Linked DNA regions of Oryctolagus cuniculus: region 1 is linked to region 2. The links are chromatin contacts, called in public Micro-C maps. All regions are on one chromosome and are shown on one strand. Each heading gives the region's core, a stretch centred on a gene start, on an enhancer-like site or on the middle of the called end of the contact. The rest is flanking DNA. Distances are from core to core; before and after follow the strand shown. Region 1 has its middle 33 kb from the start of DKK3. Region 2 overlaps MICAL2 (microtubule associated monooxygenase, calponin and LIM domain containing 2).

The links. A called contact is a pair of places that touch in the nucleus more often than the background predicts.
Region 1: a contact with region 2 is called in a Micro-C map of ear pinna, with 3 times the contacts expected there. The contact joins two enhancer-like sites. A contact is called at or near these places in 3 of 6 Hi-C or Micro-C datasets (ear pinna, psoas muscle and an unstated tissue).

Annotation. Positions count from the first base shown.
Region 1 is chr1:54,178,773-54,184,033 of mOryCun1.1, forward strand. No RefSeq gene overlaps it. Among named protein-coding and RNA genes, the nearest start is that of DKK3, 33 kb to the right of the region's middle. Within about 2 kb of position 3,374, at least 3 of the 8 cell types and tissues checked have an H3K27ac peak or open chromatin away from gene starts, as enhancers often do. A contact at or near this core is called in ear pinna, where this site is marked.
Region 2 is chr1:54,004,724-54,009,842 of mOryCun1.1, forward strand. It overlaps MICAL2 (microtubule associated monooxygenase, calponin and LIM domain containing 2), which reads right to left. Exons shown (of 36, transcript XM_070073245.1): 16 at 1,687-1,755. Among named protein-coding and RNA genes, the nearest start is that of MICAL2, 120 kb to the right of the region's middle. Within about 2 kb of position 3,243, at least 1 of the 8 cell types and tissues checked has an H3K27ac peak or open chromatin away from gene starts, as enhancers often do. A contact at or near this core is called in ear pinna, where this site is marked.

The DNA.
Region 1 (5,261 bases), core at 2,124-4,623, 170 kb after region 2:
TTCCACAATGGATACACACCCCAGCTCCCTCAGTGGACACACACCCAGCTCCCGCAGTGGACACACACCTAGCTCCTTCGGTGGACACACAGCCCATCCCAGCTCCTTCAGAGGACACACACCCCATCTCGGCTCCCTCAGAGGACACACACCCCAGCTCCCGCAGTGGACACACAGCCCATCTCGGCTCCCTCGGTGGACACACAGCCCGGCTCCCACAATGGATACGCAGCCCAGCTCCCTCAGAGGACACACAGCCCGGCTCCTACCGTGGACACACAGCCCGGCTCCTCACCACTCAGCCCAGGTGCGTGCTCCCCATTCCCCAGAGCCCCAGTGCAGTTCAGCCTCACTGCCCACGGGAGGGACTTGTCCGATGAGTCGTCCTGTGGTCTCCCTCGATTTCTCACATCTCTGTCTCTGCTCCTCTTTCAGTACCCTTTGGAATTGCCTCAAAAATAAACTACCTGCATGCAAATTTTTGTCTCAGGTGTTACTTCGAGGAAAAACAACCTAAGACTCATTATCAGAGCCTGGCTCTAAAAGGTTAGGCCTCACGTGTGGTCTGACCCTACTGTTTGCCACAACACAGACAAACCCAGAGGGCGCATGCTCAGTGAAATGATCCAGGCACAGAAAGCCAAGTCCTGTGTGATCTCGCTCCTCTGTGGAGTCTTAGAGATAAAATTCACAGACGCAGAGAACAGGCCGTGGCGGCTGGGGCTGGGGCAGGTGGGCAGATGCTTCAGGCAGGCAGGACAAACACAATCTGCCAGTGTGTGTGCTGGAGCAGGGCGACTGCAGTTCATTCTAGTGCAGTCTACTGACGTTGTTAGGAGAGTAGATCCTAAAGCTTCTCAGTACACACACACACACACACACACACACAGTGTGGTGGTGCACATAAGTGTCCCTGAGCTTACTTGTTGGATCACAGTGTAGCAAAATCATTACATCATATTACAGCCTTTGCTATATACCTTAAATACACATAATTTTTATTTCTTATACCTCAATAAACCTAGGAGAATCAACCTAAGAGATCATGCTTTTCATTTCGAGGGTGGGATACAATATCTGCCGTAACTTTAAAAGCTACTGTCAGATTTTACAGACAAGCCTCTGTGCACTGTGCCCGCCCTCGGCTCCCGGACTGACCGTGAGGAACGCGGGCAGGAGAGCCAGGGCAGCTGGCCTTTGGCCACTCGTTCTCCTGATGGACGTTGCTAGGGCAAACATCCTTTCGGCAACACCTGGGCACGATTTCTCTAAAGCACAGAGTCCCTACAGCTCAGTGCCTGGGGCAAAGGCCAGGCGCTTCTGTGACACACCGCCCTGCAGAGAGGCTTCCCAAGTTCTCTCCCACCTCTCCCAGGGAGTGCATCCTCTGCTCCACCAGTGGCCAGCTGAGGACGCGGAAGGGCAGGCTGCAGGCAACATCAATGCCACCCAGCGGCACAGGTCTGAGCCCAGCCCCTGGGGAAGAAACCGAGAGGAATAGGGCCAGGGCTCGGTCGGGCTCTAGCTACTCCATGAGGTGGGAACTTTGGCCAGGGAAGTAGAAGGCAAGTCTTCATAGCCCAGGTGAGGGCATTTTGGCGAGCCAGGGCAGGGCCCAGCTGGCCCACTGGGTATCTTTGTGCAAATAGGAGAAACATGTCTTTCCCTCGAGTTAAAAAAGAAGGGTCACGTTAGCACAAACAGCCCTGGTGCGACACACACACACACACACACACACACCCGTGTGGCACCCCTGTGGCCAGCAGCATGCACACCCAAGTGCCGCGCCCCACCCCCAGCAGACTTCCCGTGAGATGACCACTGCAGGTCCAAAGTCTGAGAGCCCTATGAATCAGGCCTTAAATGGCAGTAGGTACCTGCTGTGCAGGAGGGTGGGACAGCATGCACACGTGTGTGCCAGAGTTTGTGCGCGGCCCTGGTGCCACCGTGGATTCAGGTCCCAGGGAGCTCCCCCCAGCCACCCATCAGGTGGCTTGGAGTCTCTGCCACCCACTGGGCTCCGACATAAATTAAGATGCCTATTATGTGCCATGCAGTGCCTTCGAGCAGTGTACAACCTAAGATCCCAAACATGGGCCACAGGCACCATCGCTTCCAGGTCTTTGAGCTGCACCCTGAGTAGCGGACCCCGCCTGCATGGTGCAGCTCCTCAAGGCCTCCCTCCCCTGCTCAGCGAAGGCTCAGGGGTGGAGCAGGGACTTCAGCAACCAGAACAGGGATGGGCAGGTGAGGCAGAGCCCTGCCCAAGCCTCAGCCATCTCCTGAGGAGGCTCCCTGGGCTCAGCCTGCCAATTAAAGGCCAAAGATCAAAGAGGAAGGCTTCAGCAAGGAGCCCAGTGGCCTCCCACAGGAGGATTCTCCGTGTTCCTCATTAGGCGTGACCAAGAGCTGGTAATCACTATGGAAACCTGGAGCTCCTAGAGCAGCCGCCCAGCCTGGCTTTCACCCGCCACGGACTTGGACCAGTCATAGTTCCTCACGTCCCCACCCACGGGGATCTGGGCACATGCTAATTGCCCCAGACTTTGGCCGCAGACCGCACCACTCCCCTGGGCCAGATACCGCGCACCTGCCTCCTCCCTAGCCCAGGAGCCTGTGCACCTTGGCTGTGTGCTTCAGCCCCACCCTGCAGGCCCCTGGCAGGCAGAGGGGTACAAGGAGCAGAGGTGGCCACGGCCAGAGGGGCCCTGCACCCCATGCTGGGCGCTCCCCGCCCCACCAGTGAGGGGAAGGAAGCACCCCATGCCACACCGTATGTGCCACAATTCCTCATGCCCCGTCTCCCGCGGTGAGAAGGTAAGCTCCACAAGGAAGGGTTTGCAGCCACAGCGTGTGGCTGCTGTAACAAATTCCTGCAAACTCAGAGCCTCGAAACGACAAAATTTATGATCCCCCCGTTCTCAAGGTCAGAAATCTCACTGGATTAAGTCAAAGGCAGGGCCATGTTTCTCCCTGGAGGCCGCCAGGAGGCTCTGTTTCCGTGCCCTTTCCAGCTGCCACCGGCCACCTGTCTGCCTCGGCTTGGGGCCAAGACTCCCGTTGCTCCAGCCTCGGCTTCTACCAGCTCAGCTCCTCTCACCCTGCCTCGCCTGCCCCTCTTCCCCTTTGAGGGACCCCTGTGGCTGCAGCCAGCGCACCTGGTTAAGCCAGGCTCACTTCTGGATCTTTGGGTCAGCTGCTAGGCAACTTAACTCCTGCTAGCCATGGACACGGCATATTCACGGATGCCAGGGCTGAGGGCGTGGGTTTTCTGTTCACCGCTGCACCCCCGGGGCCTCGAGCCGTGCCTGGCACACAGAGAACCCTAGCAAAGTCATGCCGAAGGGGTAAGTGGCCCAATGTGTGATTGAGTCATCCCCAGTAAGACTCACTTCCACAGCAAACGGTTGTCATGCTTACTAAATGCACGCCCTGTTGGAAGTGCCTTAGACAGATGATCTCATTGGATCCCCAGCACTTCTGCCAGGCCCATTGTATTCCTCTCTGCCTCAGGGCGTGTGTCCCGCCCTCGCTGAGCACCTTACACTTCTGATCTCACTCATCCTCATGGAGGAAGACCATTGTCAAGTTTCAGGCTCAATTTGGGGGTCCTGAGGGGCTCTGGGCTATGGGGGCACACTGCTCCTTTCTCACTGTTGATCAGACCAGGACCAATGCCCCCTAAAGAAACAAGGAATGCCAGTGTTCCCGCCTGGAGGTGGGCTTCTGCCTCCCAGGCCTTGCCACTGTGCCCACGCCTGCAGCCCGCCCCGCCCGTCATCTGGAGCTGGGCCTGACTGCTCTGCCCATAGAAGCCAGTCCCCCTCCCAGGGACAGGAACCCACCTCAAACCCCACTCAGGGCTCCAGGCGCATTTCTCTGATGGCCACTGTAGGGGCACACATGTGCCCATCCCCCAGCTGGGCCCTATCCACGTTTTGCCCATCCTGGAGCCATCTCCGTCTGCTGCCTCCGTGACACGTTGTCCCCTCAGCTCATCCCCCCTGCCTGCTCTTCAAGGCCATGGGCATACAGGCCGGCAGGAAGCCCCCAGCTCTGTCCTCGGCTTCCCTGCAGCTCCGCGGCAAGAATGCTGGTTGGACAGTGAGGCCTCGCTGGCCCCCCACTTGCATCTTGACCTTTGCAATCAAAGCCAAGAGGAGCGAAGCTGACCGGTGCCTGCCAGCACAGTGGGGCATCGCATTTTCTGTTCCTGCCAGCACATTTTTTTAGGTCAATGTCAGATCAGGGAAATCCAATACCGTATGTCCCAATGTTTTATTGGAAAACAGAGAAGTTGCTTTCCAAAATAAGTAGTGTTTACTAGCGAAGCCTATAGAAACCACCATCAGTGAACCTGCAGCCCTAGCTTCATTGCTGTGAACCCTGTAACCATGTCCATGTGCCTGGACGTGTGTGCATGTACATTTGCACAGGGGGTTAGTGTGTATCCATCAAGGGGCCGTGGGCCACGTGCACGTGTGTCTATGTGATTTTATATCTGGCCCTCTCTGTTTACACGCTCCCTCCCTTCCCTGTACCCCCCGGTCTCAGCCTTCACCCTGTTCTCTCCAAGCTGGCTGGGGATCTGGGACTCACGTCCTAATGCCCACCATCTGCCCCACCCCCCTCGGTGCAGACTTGCTGTGCAAGATCACCAAGCCCAGTGTCTGGTTACCCAGTTGGGCCCCAGCAATTTGAGCTCACGGGATGTTAGTGGCCCTGGAAATGGCACCGTGTGCTGCCCCAGCGAGGCCGTGGGTGGCACGTCTCACTGATGGGCACCTCGACCGCAGGATCTCCCCTGCCGAGCCCCCAACCACACTGCCAGCACAGTCCTAGATTCACCTCTTCCCTGGCCCAACCCCCACTGTCTGGCAGCCGCCCTCCTCTGTAGACTCAAGCAATTCAGCCCAGCTTCCAAGCCCGAGTGGTTTGCTTAGCAAAGTCGTCTCTCCCCTCCACGAAAGCCTCCCTCCCCACCTCTGTGCCTCCTTTTGCTCACGCCGTTCCTCTGCCTCGACACCATCCCCCGCTGCCTCTTCTCTCCCATCAGCCCTGCCAGTCAGACTCCTGGGCTGCCTTCAAGACCAGCCCACAGACCTCCTATGCCTCTCTCTGCAAGGCCTGCACCACCAGGTGGCGCACTGCCCTGGGTGTTGCCTAAGATTTGTCTTCTGGTTGCTTCCTGGCACGTTTTGCCTTCCCACCTACGTGGTGACCTCCATCCAGGCAAGAGTCAAGCCAAGGGGCTAGCATCG
Region 2 (5,119 bases), core at 1,993-4,492:
AAGTAGATCTTGACGGCTTGGGTGTGCTGTTTTAGAACACGAGGCTCCCTGTAAGACTTTTCCAGCTCATCTGCTAACAATAGCAACAGAAAATCACCAGGGGCCTGCAGGAGTGTCTGTTGCCCCCTCCCCCCCAGCCCCGCAGGCCTCAGAAGTGTATAATGGCACTGCCTTGTCTGGGGGCAGGAGGCTCCCCCAGGGAGACAGAGCAGGGGTTCTCACCATAACAAAGAACTGGGCTGGAAGAGGCAAGCTGCGTTCACTGTGTGTATTCAGGGAGCCTTGTGTGCACAGCCACTCTGAAGTGCTGGGCAAACACAGACCAGAGAGGCCCTCTGTAATTCACCATGGGAAATGCACTGAGCACAAACACCTTACATGGCCAAGGCCAGCCAGGACAGAGAGCCACCCGGACCGGCGGCGCCTTCCACACCTCGCTGTGCACATGAAGCACCTAGGAACTGATGTGCAAAGACAGCTTTGCTGGCGGGAGGACTGGGTGGGCACCGAGAGTCTGCGTTCTAAACACGCTGCCAGGTGACACCGAAGCTGCCAGATCTTTGAGTAGCCGGACTTTAGAAAGATTGATTGCTTTGTTAGAGCTGACTTTCAGCAAAACAGCTGCCCAGGAAACAGCCCAGCGCCTCCTGAGAAGGAGCAGATGCAGAGTAGATTTCTCCCCACTGCTGGTCGTGGGCTGCCAGCCAAGGAAACAGCACCTGGCCCTCCTCGAAGGAGCAGGAGCAGGAAAGGCAGGAAGAGACTTCCAGCTGAGACACAGTACACCCAGGGAAGCTTCTGGGGAGGAGGTACCGCCACCTGTGACTGGCAGCTGCCACTCAGCCCCTGCCCCGCCTCTCAATGAACTCCCTGTTGGCTAAAGAGGCTGCAAGCAACACTTGGTGCTGGGGTCACCCAAAGACACTCTAGAAAAGGGCTACACAAGGGTGGTATCCCCTCACGTCACCAACAACATGCAAACACTTAAAAATGCATGGAAAGTGAGCATTATGAAAAAACTTCCTCGCCCCCAAATCAATTTATGTTTTGATTCAATTTCCACGAACTTTCTGAATTAGCTTTTTTTTTTTTTTTTTTTTTTGGATGAAGTGCGTATCTCAGGTCTCTTGAAAGATCTGCCTCGTGGAGCAGGAACCAGCTCGCTTCTGCTAAGCAATTTTTCAGAAGCAGGTGTTCCATTAGTGCCCTCCTTTGACTCTGCAATTTTTCTCTTTCACCAGACGGTGGCGCTCGTGGGCACTGGGATGTTTGTCTTAGACTGAAAGTGCAGAAAACATGGGAAGACTCCAAACATTGCCTGGGAGGACAGTGGGACTGCTGGGGCCCCTGGACTACCTTCTCTTAACAGTGATTGTACGCGGAGTAGCCCATGGGTGCCAGGCTGTGTAAGTCATCTTACTGATCTTTAGAAACCCTGCAGTTTGTTTTGAATGTATTATTGCCTTATATGGGTAGGGTCCACACCCTGGGAGTTACCTTTCTCAAGGTTGCATAGCTGCCAAGTACTGAGGCAAGGCGAGGACACGACCCCTGACTGATTTGGAACCCAGTGGTTCTGGGAGAGGACAGAAAGAAGGGTCGGGGCTGCAGCTGCGGTCAGGCGGGTCTCTGGCCACCAGCTGTCAGGAGAAGGCCTTTGTTTATAGGGACCCCAGGCACACAAACCTCGTCCACGTTGTTGATGCCTTTCCGCCTGCGTTTGTTCATGTCGTTCTCTTCGGGTTGGCCATCCACCTGCAACGACCAAGAAAACATGGTGAGCCCAGGGACACTGTGGGCTAGCCTTGAACTGGCACTGGGGCTGGATCCCTGCCAGCAGGCAGACATGGCCATCAGTGACCTGCACTGTGACAAGCATTGGAGAGTGCCTGACCTTGCACAGGTGCCAAGGGTTCGGTAGGAGCAGTTGCGAGCTACATCCCAAAAGCTCATGATGAAATATCCCAAGCAAAGTGAATCCCTGTGACATGGGCAGGCAGGGGTTGTCACTGCTGCAACGCGACCTAAGGCTCCGAGCAGATTAACGATTCATCCAAGGTCACAGGAAGGCCTGCCGATGCCCTCAGTGCACTGCCTTTTGGAGGCCACCTGCGGTCTTTCTGTACCTTGAGAGCCTCTCTCCTACACGGAGGTGACACTGGCTCACTTTAGAGGCATTCTCAGGACTCAAGTGAGCTGTCCAGGGATTTGGTGATGAATTAAATCGGCAACTGAGGCACCATCCCAGCTGTGATATTTTATTAATCTCAAATAAGCATGAGAGCTGGCCTGATGCCTACAATAACCACGCAGCCCAGTTTGCCCAAGCCAAACAGGTTACTGCCTCCCTCCCCCCTGCATAATTATTATTATTATTTTTTTGGACAGGCAGAGTGGACAGTGAGAGAGAGAGACAGAGAGAAAGGTTTTCCTTTTGCCATTGGTTCACCCTCCAATGGCCGCCGCGGCTGGCGCACTGCGGCCGGCGTATCGCGCTGATCCGAAGCCAGGAGCCAGGTGCTTCTCCTGGTCTCCCATGGGGTGCAGGGCCCAAGCACTTGGGCCATCCTCCACTGCACTCCCTGGCCACAGCAGAGAGCTGGCCTGGAAGAGGGGCAACCGGGACAGAATCCGGCACCCCGACCGGGACTGGAACCCGGTGTGCCGGCGCCGCTAGGCGGAGGATTAGCCTGTTGAGCCACGGCGCCGGCCCCCCCTGCATAATTATTAACAGTGTCCCCTTCCACTCTCCAAAGTTTCCCAGCTTGCACAACACATTACAAGGCTATTGTTCTACTGATAACCTCTCCTGGCCCACTGCTGCCTGGACATTTAAACCTGGAAAACCCTGCCTTATCTAAGCCCACTGCATCAGCCCTGCAAGAACCACCAAAGGGCTCCAACCACTGTCATCCCCTAAGGAATGAGTAGGATGGCACAGGCTGAGCTGATGCTAAGAGCTGCGGTAGAGGTTTAGCCTCTCCTTGCACCCTGTTGGGTAAGCTGTCCCAGGCTGGGCTGGGTCTACCTGGGCTCCACCATCCCCTTCTGGGGTTGGACTGTGCTACCAGCAGTCCCCAGCTGTGGGACCCTCTCCCAGAGGCTAGCTCCCTCAGGGCCCTTGAGTCTACACACACACACACACACACCCCTCCCTTCTGCAGGACGCCTCCCACTCTGGGAGAGCCCCTCCAGAGAAGGCCCCTGTTAAGTGCGAGTCTTTGTACCACTGCAGCTGCAGTAGGAGGGGCTGCAGGCCACCTGCTCACCTCAAACCCAGGCATACGGCCCAATCGGCCCCATAAATCCTAACTTAACCTGGCCACAGGAACAGTCTTTTACCTCCTGATTGTTCTGCAGCAGTAGCTATGGGCGCCCTGGCATTCATTCCCCACGGGCCTGCTGCTTCCCCTACACTTGCACCCGTGTTGTCCCCAGCCTGCCTCTCCCTGGTCTACTAGAACCATCTTCTTCTTCTTCTTTTTTTTTTTTTTTTTTAAGAGAAGATCAACCACAGTTTAGTTGTTGACATTTGTTCAAAAATTTGACCCAGGCAGCACAAAACAACAGATGAAAGAGCCCCGCCTTGTCTTTGGCATTTTCCTCCACTCCTATTCTGTGAATGGAAATGGTTTCAACCCAAACACTTGGGTAAACACCAAGAGAAACAGATGACCTCGTTTGCAACTAGGTTAGGTTGTGGAGGCGCAGACAGTCTGGGCCCCGACTCCACAGCCTGTGAACGCAGCTCTGGCCCTGAGGCCGGAGCCTGGGAAAGTACAAAACGTTCTACCCGACAGGAACACTTGATGCACAACCAGGATTCTTCTGGTGTGTGTGTTTCCATCTCAAGCGGGGACTTGGTCTTTTCTCCAAAGAGCAGCCCACCCCGTTCTCCCTTCATCCTCAACAGCTCAGGAAGGGGCTGTGCAGTTGCAGACTGTATGGATACACACGGGCTCAGAACAGGCATTCCCGGGGGACATGTGCCCAGCCAGCAGTCCTAGGAGATCCCAAACCCTGTGTGTGTGTGGTGGGGGGGATCAAGAAGCGCAAAGGGGCAACCTCAGCTCCCCTGCTCTCCTGCAGCCCGGGGACAATCAATGCAGTCTAGAGAGAAAGGTGAGCAACACACAGATCCTATTGATTTCTACTTTTCCTGTGGGTTCATCATTCAGGCACTGATTCTTAACCAAGATCTAGGTAAAAACAAAAATGTTAAGAAAATTCAAACCCAGGATTAACCTATTTTTTTCTTATCTGCTTCTCTATATTTATGCAACCCTCTCCCCTTGAACTCTATCTCACTCTATAAGGAGGAAGAAAACAGTTATGCCCAGTTGGAAGGAGCAGCAGTATGAAAAAATAGCTTCCTGGGGCCAGCGCCGTGGCTTACTTGGCTAATCCTCCGCCTGTGGCGCCAGCATCCCATATGGGTGTCAGGTTCTAGCCCTGGTTGCTCCTCTTCCAGTCCAGCTCTCTGCTGTAGCCCGGGAGGGCAGTGGAGGATGACCCAAGTGCTTGGGCCCTGCACCCACATGGGAGACCAGGAGGAAGCACCTGGCTCCTGGCTTCGGATCAGCGCAGCGCCAGCTGTAGCAGCCATTTGGGGAGTGAACCAACAGAAGGAAGACCTTTCTCTGTGTTTCACTGTCTATAAATGTCAAATAAATAAAAAAAAAATAGCTTCCTTTCTTTTCCAATTAATTTCCCTACCTCCTTTAGGGAGAACACCTCCTTATCATGATTTCCCAATTATGTCAAGGACTCTATACATCTAAAGGCATGTCTTAAACTAATGGGTTTCCTCATTAAAAAAATAATCAAGACGTATCTTCTATTTATTTGATCAGCACAAGATAGCCATGCTCCCATACTTCCTGAGTTATTGTGATTTTAGCTCAAAGCAAATAAACTTTAGTTAGCTGGTGCAGCCTAATGCTGGAGAAATCTAGCTGTGGATTGGAGTAAGAGAGGTTGGCGCTGTGTGCTCTGACCTGGGTGGCTGGAGCAGCAGCTATGATATTTGGAGAGATGGTCAGCAACAAAAGCAAGCGGGCTCTTTATCCAAGGGACCATGGCTCGAGTTCTGGTGCAACCTCAGGGCAATCACCTAGCT